2 separate regions of the Pan troglodytes genome follow, and region 2 is linked to region 1. Evidence: chromatin contacts called from public Hi-C data. All regions are on one chromosome and are shown on one strand. Each heading gives the region's core, a stretch centred on a gene start, on an enhancer-like site or on the middle of the called end of the contact. The rest is flanking DNA. Distances are from core to core; before and after follow the strand shown. Region 1 overlaps FRMD5 (FERM domain containing 5). Region 2 holds the start of CTDSPL2 (CTD small phosphatase like 2).

Region 1 (3,813 bases), core at 556-3,055:
AGCACGCAGGCTCCACGCCATGTCTTCTGTTCTTGCAGACTGTTTACTGACACAGAGTGATGCTCCCCAGCCTTCCTGACCGCGGATGTACCATTGTCAGTGATACACTGACAGCACAAGTCACAGCCACAAGCCCTGTAGGCTCCCTCTCCAAGAAAAGCGATTTAGCCTGAAGCTTAAAGACAAGGGAGAAGTTGTGTTATAGGGGAAACAGAGAGGGATTGGCCTTTGAAAGGCATCTGCCTCACTATGATATTTAATGAAGATACAGAGGAAAGCATGAACTGGGGAAAAGGAAAAGATAAAGGAAATTGCATAAGATAAAAAAGATGAAAGAAAAAGGCCAGGCGCGGTGGCTTACGGCTGTAATCCCAGCACTTTGGGAGGTCGAGGCAGATGGATCACCTGAGGCCAGGAGTTCAAGACCAGCCTGGCCAACATGGTGAAAACCCATCTCTATTAAAAATACAAAAATTAGCCAGGCATGATGGCAGGTGCCTGTAATCCCAACTACTCCGGAGGCTGAGGCGGGAGAATCGCTTGAACCCAGGAGGCAGAGGTTGCAGTGAGCTGAGGTTGCGCCATTGCATTCTAGCCTGGGTGACAGAGCGAGACTCCATCTCAAAAAAAAAAAAAAAAAAAAAAAAAAAAAGGAGAGGTTGAGTGAGGATGTGAAAAAGGGCAGGCTTCTGCTCTTAGTCTGTGACGGTGTGACAGGTGGCTTCTCAGTGGAGGATGGAGTGCGCAGGGCTGATTCATAAATGCTGAGGGTGCCTTGGGAGCACTCTGGTTCAGAAGTATGTCCTCAGCCCCGCCTAACTCAGGCCCCCCCATACCCTACCTGGAGTCCCCGACTTTGCACAGAGAGAAGTGGAGGAGACGTGGCTTCAAGTTTGGAGCCTCATCTTTCTCAGCTTCTCTTACTTTGCCCAGAATATGCTGAATACCATAAAACAGCATTAATGCAGCCTTTCACCCACATGAAGTAGGATTTTCTACAAAGCCTGATTTTAAAAAGCAACAATAGGGTGTTTGGGCTCCATTTGGTTACGGCACAGATTCCCCAAACTGACAAACTATGAGGAAAAAAGGGATATAGAATGCAGTGTTGGCCAAGCGCAGTGGCTCACACCTGTAATCCCAGCACTTTGGGAGGCGGAGGAGGGCAGATCACCTGAGGTCAGAAGTTCGAGACCAGCCTGGGCAACATGGCGAAAACCCTGTCTCTACTAAAAATGAAAGTAAATAAATAAAAAAGCCAGATGTGGTGGCACACGCTTGTATCCCAGCTACTCAGGAGTCTGAGGCATGAGAATTACTTGAACCCGGGAGGTGGAGGTTGCAGTGAGCTGGAATTGCACCACTGCATGCCAGCCTGGGCCACAGAGCGAGACCCTGTCTCAAAAAATTAAAAATACAAAAAAGTTATGTTGTCATTATAATACATTACAGCTTTAAAAAAATATTTTAAAAGGTTTGTGTATCTACTGTTCCGAGGAAAGACTATGCCTGGCAACAGGGAGCAGAGCTGGATATTTCTAATGCTAATACTAAGCTTCAACTTGTTCCTTCCCCAACCACAGGCCCCCCAGAAACCCTTCACTCAATGATTTTACCAACAAATATAACCCAAAGCCTCCTTAGCCTTTGTAAACAGACCCCTCTGCCCATGCTTTGTGGCAGGAGGGGTTCCTGACCCTCCCAGCGGAATGGCGACACCGAACAAATGGAATCTTAGATGCTTCCCGCCCCTCTCCCTGGGTGTGCCTTCCCAGGTGCAGGACCCCATGGCTCCTCAAGTCACTCTGTTAGGGAATAGCGACCCCTTGTGGTAAAAATCAGAATAAACACGGGCCTGTGGTGTTGGGGGCAGGGGCCTCATGGTTCCTTCAAAGAGATCAGGGATGTGCTGGAACTGCCTGGAGGGCTTTAGGAGACATCAGAATAGTAGGGACAGCCCTCCAGAAACCTAGTTCAAAGCAGGGGATCCCCCAGGAAATGATGCCCGCTTTGAGGACCCTGGAGGTTTGGGCCAACTCCAAGGGTAAATGGAGCCCACAGGGCCCACTCCCCCTGCAGACAGAGGACACTCCCTGGAAAGGGAAGCTGTGCTCTAGCCAGCCCTTTGCTTGCCACACAGATATTTTCCTAACTTACCTTCCCTGTGCCTCAGGTACACTAGTGGATGCAGAAGTCTTTATTCACAGTAATACCCCCTTCCACAGGTACTTTTTCCACAGGTCCTGCCTCGTCTTCATAATGTAAAAATACGTCCATGCTTCCTTTATGCAACTGTGATATGGGCTTTTGAGAGCACAGACTGTATACTGTGTTTCTTCATATATTTTCCAGCAAGTAGCACAGAGGCTGGCACATAAAGGTGCTGCCTGACTAATGCCTCTCCAGAGGGACACTAGGGGGAATCTGGCCTGGGGTCAGCTTATCTTCCTGCCTGGCCATATCACCTGAGGCAAATGATAAGCTTAGAAACGAGCAACGTGCAGTCCTGTCCACCAGCCATCAGAGATGTTGACTTCACAAGCTGCCCACCCCTCCTCACTGAAGCCAAACCTGTAGCTATAGAAGTGTATCTGCTTTGCAGGGCTCTGGACCCAGGCAAGAGCCTGATGGTTATTCTGCCACTGGGTCTGCAATGAGCCCATCAACACACCTGCTAAAGAGGCAGTGGGAAGGGGTGATGCCAAAGGCCCCTTCAGATGGCCTGGAGCCGGAGCTGATCTCTGCCTTTTTCAGCATCTTTCGTTTTCCTGGTCATCACCCTATGGGCAGACAGCTGTTGTGGAGCATGGGAGCTCAGCACTGTCTCCTGCCTCTCCTCACCCTAATTTCCTGTGTTTCCTTTTGGCAAAGGAAGAGGGCTGGGTGGCACCAGCAAGCTATATGAGCCCCTTCTTTATATTTCAGTCTAGAACAGATCACATATGAGAAGCCTATGACCTGCCTCCAGCCTACAGATGTATTTTGTTTTACCCCATAGTATTTTAAATTGTGAAATACCACATAAAAATCAGTATCTCTGACTTTTCTTTTAAAATCACAATATCTAGCTAAGCCTTGCATTCTTTTTTTTTTTTTTTTTTTGAGACAGGGTCTCATTCTGTCACTCAGGGTGGAGTGTAGGGCTGTGACCATAGCTCACTGAAACCTCGCACTCCTGGGCTCAAGCAATCCTCCCACCTCCCACCTCAGCCTCCCAAGTAGTGGGCCCTGCATTCTCAGTGATGAGAATCTCAGAGTTAAGGTGGTGCTGCCACAGTCCCCACCACTCCCCATTGTTTACACTCAGCCCAAGTAATTCATTATGTAGCCTGCCTCACTCTGAAAACGTTTGAAGACAGTCAGAGACTCTAGCAGGAGTCTATGAAGTTGGTCCTAGAACCAAGCAGGGAGCACACCCTAGACAAATTGAGATGTGTGGCTCATCCTAAGCACATCTTCATAGAGAGTTTACCTCAGGGGAACCTGTGGGAACAAGACACCTTGAAATCATCTCATCTTCTTTATTCCAGTGGTCAAACACCAGCAACATCAGAGCTGAACTTCTTAAGAAAAGCACAGACATTGGAAACATATGGAGTGGATCCTCACCCATGTAAGGTAAGACCCCCTGGTTGGAGACTGCATGACCTTTCCTCCTCTAGAAGGCATCAGGAGCAAGAGCCCCCATGCCTGCACTCAGAGGCCCCCTTCAACGTTTACATGGCTGGCACTTTCAGTGAGATATCAGAGAAAATGCCTGCTTTGAAAACTCCTCTGGATCCCATGCTACATAATTTTGTGGTGCCACATCAA
Region 2 (3,862 bases), core at 1,230-3,729, 520 kb before region 1:
GCCTCCCAAAGTGCTGGGATTACAGGCGTGAGCCACCCCACCCAGCCAGCTTATACATTCTTTCAACTCTGAGAAAGCATTAAAAGAGTGCAAGTACTGAATGCACGTAGTACTAAACAATTTAGGAGAACTCTTGAAAACAAGGTCTACAATGCTCACTCAGCTAGCTGCAAACTAATTTTTATTAAAAACATTAACGCTATTAACTACCCAAAAAGGTCATTAAAATACAGACAAAACCTATACACTAGACCAATGATTTAAGATCCCTTTAAGTTGCATATTTGGCTCCATTTTTTAAATAAACTGACTCGGCAAGTAGTTAACGTGCCTGTACCTCCACTATTCTATTCGCCTTAGGAAAGTATGAAGTTCAACTTAATCCTAAAAAACTTCTTCACATAAGAGCTACCTTTTGCCTTGACTTTCTTTATGACCTTGGGCAAAGTCTACCAAATGAGGATTATAATAATGTTTGTGTGTTCCTGTTTATTATTGAAAATTAACCATAACATCGTGCAAACAATAGTGAAATTCTCTAAGCTGGACCTATCCAGAACTGAAAACCTGAGTTATAAATATCAACTGATATTCAATGTGAACAGTTTTTAAATTTTTAATTTGATTAGTGAAAACAAAACAAAAAAACCTGCAAAGATCCCAAATTCAACATGATTAATAAATTCCGAAAACACCAACAGCCTCCTTATTACTTCTCTTTATGAACAATTGGTCTGCAATGTAATTTTAAAAAAAGGAAAGAAAAAGTAAAGAAATATAGTAAAACCAGCTTTAACACGCCATTTCCCTCTTCTAAGAATAAAAAATGGACCAGGAACGAAAATTTAAAACTGGGCGAAGAATGGGGAGACAAAGCAATCTACAATTTGAAAATTACACAGATAAATCCATCATTTCAAGTCACTAATTTGTATACCCACTGAAGAAATTCATCTTGGTACTGCGTTACCAGCATTAGGAAGATAAATCCCTGCCTCGGAGGAACATCTACTGAGTACGTTTCATTTCAGGATCTCAGGTAAGTTTACGAGCTCTTAGATCTCTTTAGGTTTCCCTAAGGTACGCTGAAGTGTTTAACATCATTCACACATCCAGCCACCACTAGGGTGAGAAGTAAATAAACAAGATTTACTTATGCAATTATTTACCACAGAACTCTGGCCAAGAATGCAAAAGTAAACACCCATACAGACATTTAAAATCCAAAGAAAGCAGAGAATATTAAGGATAATAAGGTTCACTCTAACTGACCACTGTGGAAACCAGAGGCCTTCCACATGGACTGTTCTTTACTACCACTCCCGATTTGAAAAAGTAACAATGTCAACTCGAGATTTTAACAGTACAAAAGATAAACAGAACTTAGTCAAATCCCTTCTTCCAGATTCTGAAAAGGTGTTTATAAGAACTGAGATAAGAGCAACGCCCCCCTAAAAGCACCCTACTCGAAAGAATGAAATGCTGAAAACATCAGGTGGGCCAAAAAGGTTAAAAAAGCTAAACTTCTAACTTAATTACCCAGAGGTTGGGACTAGGAACGTGAGATCGGAGTGGGGGTGGGTAGCAAAGTGAAATCTAACCCCAGAAATCACAACGCAGGCCGCAACCTAGGAGGTGAAGCTGGCGGGAAGTGAGCTCCCTTTCTGTTCCCAGGGGAAAGTCCAGAAAGGAGCGGCTCCGCACAGTGGACGTACGAGGCGCCAAAGAGTGCATGCCTACCCAGGCGCCAGAGCCGCTGGAGGACCAGGTTTAGAAGGGGAGGAGATCCCGGCAGACGGCCCTGGAAGAGGAGGAGGACTAAGATTGGAAGCAGCGGCGGCGTCTGGACGAAGGGGATTACCTAACTGTGACGACAGAGAAGTGTCCTCAGGCTCCGGCGATGGTCCCGACTGCGCAATGTGTGGTGTCTTTCCCGCTTACCCCGCAGCAGCAACAGAACCAGCTCCTTCAGCCAGTCGCCATTTCCCGCCTACCGACCTGCTGCACCGCACGGACAGGGACCCGGATGGAAAGCGGCCTCTCCGCGCAGGCGCCCTGACTTCCTCCTCCCCCTCCCGCCACAATTCCGCGAGGTGGGAGGGAAGGAATGCGGGCAGCCACAACGGCAACAACAACCAAAAAAACACTTTTACTTCCGTGAAGAGCGTTGAAGTTCCTTACGCCGGAAGAAACTCTCTAGTCTGAATCCCGGAGAAAAACTGAACACAAGGCCTTAGTACTGGGTCGATTAAGAAAGGACAAAACCTATCAGGATAAGCAAGGGCCTGGGGGATATTTGTACATTAGGGGCCTCCGTAGCCGGCTGTGTAGTGGTCGCAGGGGGAGTAGGGAGTAAAGCGTTAGGAGTGGAGAGGCGGGGACCCGACGGACGGTTTTTCCTCCCGCTCCTAACGGAACTGCTTGGGCAGAGCTGGGAGGGGGAGCGCGCCCTTGCCCCGGAGGCGGGGCTTAGGAACGCGTAGTGCACCCTGGCGGCTAGGGTTTAGTAACTGTGGGCGCGCTGGGTAGGTGGAGCTGAGGGGATAAGGCGGGACTAACGGCTTGGCGCGCTGGAGGAGGTAGTTTGTAGGGAGCGCTGCCTGAGGCCGGGAGAAAGCGAATCTGGCGCCTTTCCTGGGATTTCGGTGGCCCTTGAAGGTTCCCTTTCCAGCTCATTGCCTAGAGGGCGTAGCAGTCGCTTTTGGATCATAAATATTCATGCCCTTCGACTCAACCCTATGTTGGCGGTGATTCTGCAGGTTGAAAACTCGGATCTTTCAGGCCAGTGGGCTCCCACCTGCGACCCTAGGTCAAAGGACGGTCAGCTCCACAGAGTGAAAATGTATCAGTCCGGAGAATCCAGTTCTAGTGGGGTATCGGAAAACCAAGCCTAGTGTTTGGAAGAACATTTTTCACTGAAACTCCAAGCCACTCTCCTTATTCAATCAAGAAATATTTATTGAAAAAATAACTAGGTGCGACGGGTAAAACAGTGAGCCAGGCAGACACGGACACTGCCTTCCCCAAAGGTAATGATTTTTTTTTTTTTTTTTTTTTGAGACGGAGTCTTCACTCTGTCGCCCAGGATGGAGTGCAGTGGCGCGATCTCGGCTCAAACCTTCACCTCCCGGGTTCAAGCGATTCTTCTGCCTCAGCCCCCCGAGTAGCTGGGATTACAGGCGCGCGCCACCACGCCCGGCTAATTTTTGTATTTTTAGTAGAGACGGGGTTTCACCACGTTGGTCAGGCTGATCTCGTACTCCTGACCTCGTGATCCGCCCGCTTCGGCCTCCCGAAGTGCTGGTATTACAGGCGTGAGCCACCGCGCCCGGCCAAAGATCATAATCTATTGAAGAAGACACCCAAGTAAACAGAATTTAAAAACTGATAAAGCGAATACAAGGATGGCATGATAGGCGTTGTAAAACACATGAGAGTGCCGGCGAGGGGGTCTGGGAAGGTTTCGTACAATAACATCTGAGACAAAAAGGAGGAGTTGGTGTTGCAGGGGAAGAGTGTCTGGGTAAAGGAAACAACAGACGGAAAAGTCCAAATATGAGACTGTGTTGAGCCATTGGAGAAGTAGTTCTGTGCGCTAAGAAAAGAGGATGGGAGGGCAGGGGGAAGATGGCAAGAGAGGCTGAGAAGTAAGCAGAAATAACATACCGTTGTGAATCTCATTATTTCGAAGTATGGAGCAGGTGGGTTGTCTTCTGAAAACCTTGTATACTACAAGATTCTTCTGTCAGAGTTCATTTGCACCGTAAATCTTCCTAGTGCAAAAATGCTCTGAATGCGACATTTATTGGGAGCTGGTGGTATACACAGCACAGAACTATTAATAGTAACAGTCCACACACAA

What was found. Hi-C and Micro-C count contacts between places; a contact is called where the count stands out from the background.
Region 2: a Hi-C map of stem cell-derived neural progenitor cells shows a contact between it and region 1, with 2.7 times the contacts expected there. The contact joins the promoter of CTDSPL2 here to the enhancer-like site in region 1. A contact is called at or near these places in 1 of 7 Hi-C or Micro-C datasets (stem cell-derived neural progenitor cells) and 1 of 1 datasets of contacts at active chromatin or transcription factors (stem cell-derived excitatory neurons).

The regions. Positions count from the first base shown.
Region 1 is chr16:35,879,538-35,883,350 of NHGRI_mPanTro3-v2.0_pri, reverse strand. It overlaps FRMD5 (FERM domain containing 5), which reads left to right. Exons shown (of 16, transcript XM_063794901.1): 7 at 3,531-3,618. Among named protein-coding and RNA genes, the nearest start is that of MFAP1, 79 kb to the right of the region's middle. Within about 2 kb of position 1,805, at least 5 of the 24 cell types and tissues checked have an H3K27ac peak or open chromatin away from gene starts, as enhancers often do. A contact at or near this core is called in stem cell-derived neural progenitor cells, where this site is marked.
Region 2 is chr16:36,402,770-36,406,631 of NHGRI_mPanTro3-v2.0_pri, reverse strand. CTDSPL2 (CTD small phosphatase like 2) reads right to left here and starts at 2,479. Exons shown (of 13, transcript XM_001161793.7): 1 at 1,862-2,479. It also overlaps the pseudogene LOC104002289.